Linked DNA regions of Rattus norvegicus: region 1 is linked to region 2. Evidence: chromatin contacts called from public Hi-C data. All regions are on one chromosome and are shown on one strand. Each heading gives the region's core, a stretch centred on a gene start, on an enhancer-like site or on the middle of the called end of the contact. The rest is flanking DNA. Distances are from core to core; before and after follow the strand shown. Region 1 holds the start of Slc15a3 (solute carrier family 15 member 3). Region 2 holds the start of Pga5 (pepsinogen A5).

Evidence for each region. A called contact is a pair of places that touch in the nucleus more often than the background predicts.
Region 1: a contact with region 2 is called in a Hi-C map of liver, with 2.6 times the contacts expected there. The contact joins the promoter of Slc15a3 here to the promoter of Pga5 in region 2. A contact is called at or near these places in 6 of 12 Hi-C or Micro-C datasets (Schwann cells, kidney, liver and 2 more).

Annotation. Positions count from the first base shown.
Region 1 is chr1:216,913,190-216,919,277 of GRCr8, forward strand. Slc15a3 (solute carrier family 15 member 3) reads left to right here and starts at 4,066. Exons shown (of 8, transcript NM_139341.1): 1 at 4,066-4,700. The coding sequence starts at 4,143.
Region 2 is chr1:216,749,515-216,755,974 of GRCr8, forward strand. It overlaps Pga5 (pepsinogen A5), which reads right to left and starts at 2,553. Exons shown (of 9, transcript NM_021753.1): 1 at 2,481-2,553; 2 at 1,161-1,320. The coding sequence starts at 2,533. It also overlaps a transcript of Vwce not described here.

The DNA.
Region 1 (6,088 bases), core at 2,816-5,315, 170 kb after region 2:
CAAGAGCAGAAAAATACAAATGAATTGAAGCTTGCTTGCTTGTTTGCTTAATTGATTGTGTTTAGCTTGGTTTCTCTATTCTTATGGAGTTACAGACACCCTGCGTAGGGAATGGCACCACCCACAATGAACCAGAACTTCCCACATTGTTTTACTTACAAGATAATCCCCACAGAAAAGCCTACAGGCCAACCCTTTGTAGACACTCCCTCTTGGAGACTCTCTCCCCAAGCGATTCAAGTCTTGTCAAGTTGACATAGGTAACCATCACACTAATTAAGGTATAGACATGTATTGGCCCTCTAATACATGCCAGCCGCAGGACTAAGTTATCTCATTTTAATGCTTACAAAGAAGTCTAATGTAAGTATGGTTCTCCTGTAGTTTTCAGATAATAAACTTAAAGGATCGACTGTAAAGGGTTCTGACTGTGCCTGTTTTCAAGTTGGTCAACTCCAGAGTTTGTTCTCTTGGAGCGGATGGGCATGTCTCTAGGTGCTGAAGCACAGAAAAGAAAATGTAACCCCTGCTCCCCAAAGTATCTAATCCTCTTAAGAAATAGATGAGCAGACAGCGTGAGTCATTGTGGGCGTTCTGAGGGGTAACCCAACCTCCCTGGAGAAATTAGGGAGACTTTTAAGGAAAGGAAACTACGGAGCCAAGTCGTGGGGGACCATAGTAATGATTCACGGAAAGTTCTAGGCTTTCCGTGGGTCAAGATGCAGGTGAATTGGAGCTGGAAGCTGGGTAGACGGTGGAGTGAGCCAGGAAGTGTAGAAAGAGGAGAGAGAGAGAGGTGAAGCTCTGGGTGGGCACAGGAGGGTTCACCAAGGTTGAACAATGGAGTTCTAACTAGTCCAAACACCAGAGAGGAACCTGAGGCTTGACTATCAGCTCTTGTTCCATTCACTAGAGCCATCCAGTCCTCCTAGTGGTGGTGGGAGGGAGTAAAGCCAAGTCTCTAAAGCTTGTCCTGTGGCAACAAAGAGCTGCATTCTGTTACTTGCACCCCCAAGAATGGGCGTGTTCATTCCCTTCCCTTCCCTTTTACGCCCAGGAACTCAGAATCCTCATGCTCCAGGCTGGTAGGAACTGGAGTCACAGGATACACCATCATGCCCAGTGCCATGGTTTTCTTTGTTTGCTGCTTTTGATTTCTCTAAGCACAAGAGAAAGTGTTCTCTTCCTGGATCCCTGAAGATGACTGGCAACAAGTGAGTGTTACACTTTGTCTGTGGCTTCTGGATCGGCATTTGTCACCTCTGCCTACCTCCATGGCTGATGAAGGAAGGAGTTGGGTCTTATGTGACTTGAGCTTCATTGACACATCTTGGTGTCAGAGGATCCTGAAATGTCCTCCAAGAGAAGAAGGGGTGAGCTGTTGGGAATGGCCTCTTCTGTCCCTGTCTCTGCCTCTTTCTTTCTCTCTCTGTCCCCCTCCCCTTTCTATGTAGGCCAAGTTGGCTCTGAACATAGAGATCCACCTGCCTCTGCCTCCTGAATTCTGGGGTTAAAAGTATGTGCCTCCATTCCCGGCCTTGCCTTTGTCTATCTTAGTCAAATTATATTACCCCTCTCTACAGTGAATCATATGTGTCCATGGATTCTTCTTCTCTGTCACAGCTGGGCTTCTGCCCTGATATAAAGTGCTAAAAACTGGGATGAAAGGCTGGAGAGACGGCTCAGACATTTAGAGTCCTGGCTGCTTTGCCAGAGAAAAGGTTTGGTTTGTTTCCCAGCGCCCACATGATAGCTCACAACTGTCTTTCACTCTAGCTCCAATGAATGTGATACCCTCTTCAGACCTCTGAGAGGACCAGGCTCTCATGTGGTAAACATACATACATACATACATGCAAAACATTCACACACATAAAATAAAAAATAAATACATCTCTAAAAATAAATGAATGAATAAAACCCAGGCTTGGACTGTAGTTCAATTTGTAGAGTGGTAACCCTGCATGCCCAAGGTCCAGAGTTTAATTACCAGCCCCACATATACTGGGCATGAGGACAAACACCTACAGTCCCAGTACTCTAGAGGTGGAGGTGGGAAGATCAGAAGTTCAAGGCCATCCTTGGATACACAGTCTGAGTTACAGACCAACCTGGCCTACACTGAGACCTTGTCTCAAAAACCAAGCAAAAGGGGAGTTGAGAGTTAAAGAGCACTGGCTGCTCTTCCAAAGGACCCAGTTCAATTCCCAGCACCCACATGGCAGTTCACAACTGTCTGTGACTCCAACTCCAGGGGCTCTGCAACCCTCACACAGACATACACGCAGGCAAAACACTAATGCACATAACATAAAAATCAATACATATGCAAACAAAATAATAAAACAAAGTTACACACACAAGTTTAAAGCCCAGGTGTTTGCTGGTGACTCTGGTTTTTAGCAAAGGTGTCTATTTTAGCTTCTAGCTTTCTGATGTCGTCCTTTCTGCCGCTTAAGTCACCCTCATTCTTTTATTCTTTTATTCAACCAATACTTAACGAATGGCTGCCATTGCTAAGCACTGGGAAGTACTAGGAAGGGTTGACGAATGGTTCTCAAATGTCTCTGCCCCACTAGTGTGAGTCCTTTCCCGCCAGGGGCAGAGCATAAAACAGTAACTGAGCCATGGAGATTGAATGAGACAGTGTGGCCTGCTGCATGTGATGGTGAAAATCCCGTGGGGAAGCTTCTAACCTCAGACGGCCTGGGAAGGCCCCGGGAGTGATCTTTACACCGACACCTAAATCAAGAGAAAGTAGACTCGTGAAGGGCTTGAGGAAGAGTCTATCTGGACAAGAGACAGCAAAGCAAGGCGCCTTGCCAGCCGAAGGACTTAGCCTGGGAGGTAAGCAGAAAGATCAGCAGACCATACTCAGTGGGTTGAGATCTAGACAGAGGTAAGGGTCAGAGCCCTTTGAACATTTAGGTCAAGAAGTGACTGGCTCATCTTTATTTTCCTATAAGGCACCAGAGGGATCTGAGTAAGGGGTCACTGTGATTTAGTCTGAGGTCAGTGCCCCTGTCAATCTTGTGGCTCCCATATGGCGCCACTTCCTTCCCCTCTGTTGCTTTTGCAATGCAAAGTGCATGCCAGTATTTCCCTTGAAACAGGCTGTGGTGAGCCCTGGAGCTCAGATAGCAGGATCCAGTCACTTCTCACCTCCCTTCCCACTCCTACTGCGGTTGTCTCTAGATCTGTGAAGGAATACCTGGGACTACCAAATCCTTCACATGGCCTATGGCCGTCACAGATCCGGCCCGGCGTACTGATCTTAGCGTCACCATTCCTTTTAGGTTGAAGGATCCGGACCTTCCTCCAAACATGGTTCCCTAAGCAGAAGATACCCCTCAGTGTCTGCCTGCCCCATCTAAAGTCCCCAGCTACAGCGATAATCAAACTCTAGCGGAGGAGGATGCTGCTTTAGGATGGGAAGGGAAACGGGTTGGAGTGAAACTGAAAGGAAGGCTCCCTTCCTGTCCCTGGGAAAGCCGGCAGATCGGCTAAGAGGGCCGACAACAGCCCAGAAGAAGGGAGATTTTTGGAAAGCTGAATGAGAAGGGACCCTGTGACCCACAGACTTTCATTTCTCCTAAATACTGGGTGACGTAGGCAGCCACAGGACCAGTGAAAAGGGGAAGCCCAGAGTTTCTTAAGCTGAAAAGGGGACAGAGACTAAGCTGGGAGGGAGAGCCAGAGGGGACTCAGGGAGGAAGAGAAGCAGTCAGGCAAAGAGTGCTGTGTGGAGGAGGTGGCAGGGCCAGGGGAGACACTGAGGCCCAGGTGATAAGAGAAGGGGACAACGGTTGAGAAAGGGCAACCAAAGGGGGAGACTAGCAGGAAGGGGGGAGGGGATAGAGAAGTGGAGCAAGCAGGATGGTTGGGTGGCGTTGGGAGGGTAGACTAGGCCAGAGTGGAGGAAGGAGAGAAGACGACTAGGTAGAAAGCACGGGGTAGATGAACAAGAACTGGGAGTGGAAGGAGAGGGTGAAGAATTAAGGTGGAGATAGAAACTAGGTTGCAAGGAGAGGAACCTGAGGGAAAAAGAGGAGACAGGGTTGAGAAAAGAGGGCAATCGGGGTTAAGAGAGAAGAGGGGAGGACAAAGGAAAGAGTCTGGGTCACGGAGACAGGAAGCCCACGATGTCCGCACTTCGCGCCGAACAGCAGCCAAGCAGATCCGGAGAGAGGCAACCACTGGTGGCTCAAGGCCGGTGGGGGCCCCGACGGTGGAGGCGGACAGCAGCTGCTGCGGTGCTGCTAGTGGAGATGCTGGAACGCGCTGCCTTCTTTGGCGTCACCTCCAACCTCGTGCTCTACCTCAACAGCTTGAACTTCAACTGGGATGGTGAGCACGCGTCGCGGGCCACACTCCTCTTCTTAGGCGCCTCCTACCTGCTGGCTCCGGTGGGAGGCTGGCTGGCCGACGTGTACCTGGGCCGTTTCCTTGCTATTTCGCTCAGCCTGCTGCTCTACCTGGCTGCCACTGGCTTGTTGCTCACCACCATCACCGACGATGGCCGCAGATCCTTCTGTGGAGAGATGCCCGAGTTGCCACTGAAACCTGCCTGTCCATCCGCAAACTGCCAAGGCTCCTGGTCCAGCCCCTACTGCGCGACCACCCTCTACTTAGTGTTGCTTCTCTTGGCGCTGGCTGCCAGCTCCGTCAGGAGCAACCTCACCTCGTTCGGGGCCGACCAGGTGAGTGTCCAGAGTTATTGTGCCACGGAGGCCAACGGGGACTGGAAATCCTGAGATCGAGGTTCTAGCATCCAGAGGGACCTCAGGCAAACCACTTCCCCTCTCTATTTACATCGGTTTCCTTATATGAAAACAGATGGGCTGCTCACTCGAGAGTCATGTAGGAGCCTCAGTAGGATTAACCACAGTCCCATGGCCCTCTGAGCCATGCCCCATGCCCCAGGCCTATTGGCTTTTTTTTTTTTTTTTTTGAAGACAGGGTCCCATCATTCCATGCTGGCCTCCAACTCGATTTGTGCCTGTGGAGAGCTATGAACTCCTGAACCTCCTGCCTCTTCCTCCTGTGCTGCCACGTCTGCCTCAGAGGTGTGTGTGTGTGTGTGTGTGTGTGTGTGTGTGTGTGTGTGTGTGTGTGTGTGTGTTTGTCTATCTGTCTGTCTGGTTTTAACATAAGGTCATACTTCTGTAACCCAGATTGATCTAGAATTCATTAAGGAGCCCAGGTTGCCCTCATATTTGTGGCTATGGCCCTGACTCATACTCCTAAGTGCTAGGATTTCAAAGGTGAGCCATCATCATGCCTAGTTGCTTTTCGTGTTTTAACTTGGTTCTCTTAACTATCCCCCAGGTGGGTAGTGTTGTAGCCCCTCAAATTACTTCTGATGACAGAGATCAGGTCATGAGAGACGGTGAAGCAGCTGAGTCTCGGGTCCCAGTTTGAGCCCTGTCTGAATGTGTCACTGGTACTTGGGTGCTGGTGCAGGAGCCAGCCAGCCTTTCCTCATCCAGCAGCACTAGATAAAGTCTCGCTGACATGGCTCTGTTTTGGGCAGCTGTGCACAAATAGGAGAGTTGATAATAAATACAATAGTAAAGGATATTGTTAAAACAACCACACGCTGTGTGAACAATCACAGGCAGAATTCAGAAACAGACAGCCGTGGGAAAGATGAGGAATCCAGGGAAGGGGAGGGCAGCTGATAGCGGCAGTGGGATCAGGCTGCTGGGTGAATTGTACATCTCTCTAATTTACTTTGTTTTCCTCAAAAACACTCAACAAGGTAGAGTTGTAAATGAGTTGTCTTCTGGCCGGCATCCACAACCCAGCACCCACCACTGGGACTGGAGTCCTTACTGAGGATTTCCCTTTTTAATAGCATGTGTTGTATTTGCTTATGTGTGTGTGTGTCTTTGCAAGCATACGTGCATGTATGTGAGCAGGTGCATAGGAGAGGTCCACAGAAGGCTCTGGGTCCCTTGGAGCTTGAGTTACAGGCATTTGTGAACAACCTGAGACCAGGAGATTCCCAATACTCACTGAGAGGAATGTTCCTCCTTCTGTTAACTTTACTCTTTGATTGATATCACACTACTTACCCACTCCCAGT
Region 2 (6,460 bases), core at 1,303-3,802:
CAAACTCATGATTCTCCTGCCTCAGTCTTCTGATTGCTTGGATTATTGGCTTGCACTACCATGCCCAGCGGACATTTGCTCTTTGCCTGTTTCTCTGGCTTGCTGTAAGAAGCTAGGCTTAGTCAGGTGTGGTAGTGCACACTTCTGATACAGGCATGCAGGAGGTAGAGCGGGTGGATCTCTGTGAGTGGGAGGACAGCCACATAGCAAATTCCAGGCCAGCTAGAGTTACACAGCCTTGAAAAAAAAAAAAAACCCAAAGAAAGAAAGAAACTAGGTTCTGCTCGTCAGACATGACAGCATCTTGCTGGTTGGCCCAGCGTCCAGCCCATCTCAGAACTCACTCTGCTCATTGGTTGAAATCTGAGTCTGCCAGTGGGATACCTAACTTGACTTGCAATTGGATTTGCTGGTCTTGGGTTAGATACAGCTCATCCTTGCTTGGGGCCTAGGGATTCATCTCAGAAAAAAAAACAAAACACAATAATAGTCCAGGTACTCAGTGACTTCCTTTGGCATAGAACAGGACAGGATGTCTGTGTGGTAGTAACTGGTCATTGCTGGGTTCAACCTGTCAGCACAGCTCCAGATGGAGTAGGGATGAGGAACGGTGGGGGACACAGGTCCCTGTTCCTCACCCATTTTCCTTTCGTGTGTGTGTGTGTGTGTGTGTGTGTGTGTGTGTGTGTGTGTGTGTCTGTGTTGTGTATGTGCAGGTGCAAATAGAGGCCAGAGGAGGACACTGGGCATCCTGATCTGTGACTCTCCACCTTATTCTTTTGGGATAGGCTCTCTCACTGAGCATGGAGCTAGGCTGGCAGGCTACAAACCCCAGCTACTCTCCTGTTTCTGCTCCCACAGCAGGTGACACAGAGGGGTGTGTGTGTGTGTGTGTGTGTGTGTGTGTGTGTGTGTGTGTGTGTGTGTGTCTACATCCAGTTCGTATTTTATGTGATTTTTATGTGAATGTTAGGGATTTGAACTGAGGTCCTCACACTTGAGCAGCAGGTGCTCTTAGCTGCTGAGCCACCTCAGCCCCTGCTCTCTACCCTTTCTGACTTTAGGAACCTCAGCCCCAATTCAGGATTCCTCAGAGGGGCCACAGTGCTAGGCAAAAGCCCTAGGGGGCGCTCGGGAGCTCCAGTTCCCGTCACACTTACGTCTAGGTAGTTCCTCATAGGCTCATAAGTTACTGATGGGTTCCTGCGCTGCTCAAGAAGCACGTGGGCACGGCTGCGAGGGTACTTCTCCAGGTAATCCTTCAGCATGTGGCTTTCCCGCAGGTTTTCTCGCATGGACTTAATCTTCATCAGAGGGATTCTTTAAATGAGCATCCGGAAGGAAATTAAGTGAGAGATCAAGGAGCCGTGGGGCGCCAAGAGGCGACTCCGGGGGACCACACCTTGCATTGCAACTGCACAGTGGGTTTTCCAAAGAAGATAGATCACAGTGAGAAGACAATGGCAGGGTGCCTGGTTTCCAGGCTCTGGTATTCGCTTTCGAGCCGGCCACGGGGCCGTTCTGAACCTTTCAGCTTCCCTTTCTGTAAAGAAGATGGGAAAATAACTCGCTTCACGTTGACTGCTCAGGGTGGCGGTGATGGACCGCCGGTGATGGAACATCTACCATCTGTCCTAACACTCTTCCCAGTATTGTCTTTCTCAAAGTAGCCAGAGAGGAAGGGTGGAAGATGGGACATTTCTACCCCAAAGCCCCTTTCCTTGTGACTCAGCTTTGGTCACCATGATGGTTACCAATCAAAGCTACGCCTAGGAAGAAGCCCCACCCCCTTTTGACTTTTCATTTTGAGACAGGGTCTTATGTATTCTGGGCAGCATCAGACTTGATATATAACTGAGGATGACCTTACACTTCTTATCATCTGGTCTCTATCTTTCAAAAGCTGACATTACAAGCAGATACCACTGCACGCAGGTGGAAGCAGCCCTCAAACCCACCTTGTTTCAATCAGAGGTGAGGGATGAGAGAAAAATGGGAAATGCCAGGGAGCTAAAGTGAGAAATGATGAGGCCTGAGCCCAAAGAGAGAGAGAGAGAGAGAGAGAGAGAGAGAGAGAGAGAGAGAGAGAGAGAGAGGTCTGTGGACACAGAGACTCTCAGAGAGGTGGTGGTGGACAGATGGATGGATGGACAGACAGACATGCTGAGAGAGGTCTAAAAGACAACATAGAAGCTATACCCCTAAAGCTGCACTGAAGGATTTTGGTGAGAGACGTCACACAGACCATGATGTGACTTGTGCTCTTGGAGTTGGGTGACCCTGTATGCCTGCCCCAAGACTTCTGGGCCTTCCGGTGTTCCTGGCAAACTATCACTGATGAATGGACATCTGAAGGTTATGAAGGCCAGCGGGGGATTTCATTTCCTTCTTCACTGTAGGATAGGCATGGGATAAGAGGGTCAGACAGTTTTACAGGAGTGAGAAAGAGGCCAGGCTGATAGCACTCAGTTTATACTTACTTGACCAAGCACTCTGAGAGGGCCACAAGCCCGAGGACCCAAAGCCATTTCATGATCCTTTCCCAGGCTAAGGTGCTAGGGAGAAGCTCTGGGCCTGAAGCTGTGTGGAGAACTGCTTATTAAGTACGTCTGGCCTGCTCTAATCAGACCCTGGAGGGCCACTAATGGGGCCTGATAAGAAATGCAAACCTCCCCGATAACATCTTTACCCTGGTCAGGAGAGTAAAGGGCTAAACTTTCTCAGAATCTAGGGAGTTTTTGTGGTTGTGAACGTAGCACCAAGTCACCTGATTTTACAGAGTGGGGAGACGCCTGCTATCTTGGTGATAAAGACCCTGTGGATAAAGTGACAAAGGTAAGTGCTAGGTGCCTCTCTGCTGGTCAGATCCCACCAGTTACTAAGTGGCCTGTGAAGTGTACTCTGCTGTCCTCATTAGAGAGTGGGTTACTGGGAGGTACAGAAGGCCTGGTCTGACAACCTGAGTTTGCTATCCAGGGCCCACGTGGTGGGAAGATAGAACTGACTTGTTTAAGCAATTTTTAACCTCCATACACCTCCGTGGTAGTTCAGAGGCACCCACCCACCCACATAAAACAAACACACAAATAGATCAGTAAATGTAAAAATGTATCCATGATAAATGGAAGACTTTTAAACATTTTATTTTTCTTCAGAAACCAACAGATAGGCAGTTAGTCCCTGCCTTCATGGACTTTTCAATCTGGGGCAAGATGGGCCTGCTCAGGACCTAGGAGGCAAAGTGGGTAGTCTGGGTGGCCATGGTGGGCATGGTGCTACATTGTCTTACCACAAGGAGGCAGTCTCGAGCCAGCTCTGACTTGCCAATGCCAGGCTGGAAGGAAGCCATGGTGCCAAATTGGCCACATTTTCGAGAGAAGTCAAAGCCTGGATTTTTTTTTTTATGTGAAATTCCTGCTCTTTAAATGTTAGCAGCTCGGATATTATGATGCAGGTACTTCACAAACTGTCCCTGGCTCCTAAGCCCCTCCCTGCAAGTGGGAAGACACTCTTCATCCTAGAGGGTACAGCAGGACACCACGCAGAATCTGTTAACCTTAGCTTTTACCCTTTCTGTTCTGCCACATTTTGACGTTCTTGTTGAGGAAGCTGTGACAAAGTCTCCTTAGAAAAGCAAATGGGGGGTTGGGGATTTAGCTCAGTGGAAGAGCGCTTGCCTAGCAAGCGCAAGGCCCTGGGTTTGGTCCCCAGCTCCGGAAAAAAAAAAAAAAAAAAAAAAAAAAAAAAAAAAAAAAAAAAAGAAAAGCAAATGGACAGAGTTTGGGGACGGGGAACTTACCAACTGATGCGGGTCCCTATAGTGCTGCAGACCTGGAAGCCCTCCAATTCCAGGGGATCCAGTGCACTCTTCTGGCCTCCAAGGGTGTTTCCCCCCACCCCCATCCCATTAAAGATGGTTGTGAGCCACCATGTGGTTGCTCAGAATTGAACCCAGTACCTCTAGAAGAGCAGCCAGTGCTGGGAACAGCTGAGCCATCTCTCCAACCCACCCCCATCCCCACCCCCATGGCCCCCACAGCAAATGAGTGAACACACACAATGGAAATGTTCCCCCAAGCTCTGAGCCACTCAAACAAATGATCCAAACTGAAGGAGGGCTCTCAGGAACCCTGACTTATATCCAGTTGGAGAGAGTTATGGAGAACTCGCATATGGCTGTGGGCTGACATCTAGAGCATGGTGCAGTCTGGGCTGAGCCTAGCTGTGGAATCTGAGGCAGCCTGCAGGTGAGACAAAGCAATGACTTCAAACAAAATTCCCACGTGATGAGCACCTATTACAGCTCCCCTGATAGGACCCAGGTTGGTCTGCCCATCCAGACATGCAAATAAATATTCTTTTTAATCATCTTGTCAGAAAAACACCCCTGGGAGCCTTTGGCCTAGGAGACACATGTTTACCTCCTTAAACTGGCACTACAGCATAGACTACAGAATAATACTCTTCTCCCCACAGGAGTCAACAGTGACAGTGTGGTCTGACCTCACGACTTGGGTGGTAGGTGGAGTTGTGGAATTGGAGCCCCACCTCTTATGCCTCCCTTTTGCACTTTGACCTGTCAAGCCATCTTCCCAAGTAGCTATGCTAATCTATCCATTGCTAGTCACTAATGAGAGCCATTGTGGTCCCAGGTCCTTGCCATGACAAATGTGCTTCCATTGATACTCTGGATTTTGGTGGTCCAAATACCTTTTATTTTTGAGGCAGCATCTCCTCTATCCCTGGCTGGCCTTGGTATATACCCAGTGTGCTTTGAAATTCTGATCTTCCTGCCTCTGTCCCCTGAGTGCTTGGGTTTTGAGTGTGAGTCACCTTGCCGGGTTTATGCAGAGTATTGCAGGGGATGGAGCCCAGGGCTCCGAGCATGCTCCGTATACTCTGCTAACCAAGTCACATCTCCAGCCTCTAGGCACACGTTTTAAGAATTATACTATTTACGTATGTAGGTATATGTTGCATGGAAGGGCAGGGTTGTATGGAAGTCACAGTGGAAGCTCATTCTCTCTTTCCACTATGTGGGTCCTGGAGACAGGATGAGGATTTAGCAGGAAATGTTGTTTCCTGCTGAGCCATCATCATCTTACTGTCCCCCAAAACTTAAAAAATTTAGGCGTGTGTGTGTGTGTGTGTGTGTGTGTGTGTGTGTCTGTGTGTGTGCATGTGTGCTTGTTCACGTATTTATGTGTGGGTAGATTCATGTGGGTGGATGCCAGAAAAGAGTGTTGGCTCTCCCAAAGCTGAAGTTACAAGTGGCCGTGAGCCACTCAGTATTGATGCTGGGGTCTTCTGTAAGATCCACAGGCACAATTAACCATTGAGCCATCTGCTCAGCCCCACTCACACTAGACACTTTAAAAAATGTTATATTATTATTTTATATATATATGGGTGTTTTGCCTATATGTATGTCTATGTACCATGTATATACCTGGTGCCTATGGAAGCCAGAGAGAGTGTTGGACCCCTGAGAATTGGAGTTACAGACATCTGTGAGCCACCACGTGGGTGCTGGGAATTGAACCTGGTTTCTCTGCAAGAACAGCCAGTGCTCTTAACCATAGATCATCTCTGAAGTGGCATAAAATGGAGACTTATCTACAAAATGTCTTAGGAACCAGCAAACATGTTGTAGATATGGGCATACTCTAGAGCCCAACTCACAATTTGAATGGTTAAAAAACCACTTTGCTTTATTTTCAGCACTGGGGCTCAAGCCCCAGGCCTCACACATGCTGTCAAGCACTGTGCCATTGGGCTCCATTGTAGCCTTTTAAAGGAATTTCAGAATCAAGGAAACTCAAACGGGGAGTGGATACTGAGTGAAGTTAAAGGGAGTCGTGTGGGACTGGCAGTGCAGCTCAGTTAGTGCAGTGCTGGCCTAGGACTCAGTGAGCTCCATCTCTTACACCACACGAATCAGCTGTGGTGTGGATGATTAATGGTTGGGAGAGGGAGTCTGGAGGATCAGGAGTTCAAGGCCAGCCTTGACTACAAAGCCCGTTTGAGGCCAGCTTTGATTGTATAAGACCCTTTCTCAAGACAAGCGAACAACCAAACAAGGAAAGAACCTCGGTTTGTGGTTTGTGATCCTAGCTTTAGGGAGGCTAAGGTAGGAGTTTGTGACCAGCCTGGGCTCCATAGTAAGTTTTGAGTTAGCCTGAGCTATGTAGTGAGTCCCTGTCTGCCCTTCTTCCAGTAAAAAGGCAAAAACAGACAACAAATAATAACCCTCCCAAATAAAGAGTAAATTTATTTAGAATAAAAGTATATGGGGGGGGGGCTGGAGGATTGTGGGGGAGAGGTTGGAGAGATGGCTCAGCAGTTAAGAGCACTGACTGCTCTCCAAGAGGTCTTGAGTTCAATTCAACCATCTGTGATTGGATCTGATGCCCTCTTCTGGTATGCCTGAAGAGAGCTACAGTGTACCCACATACATGAA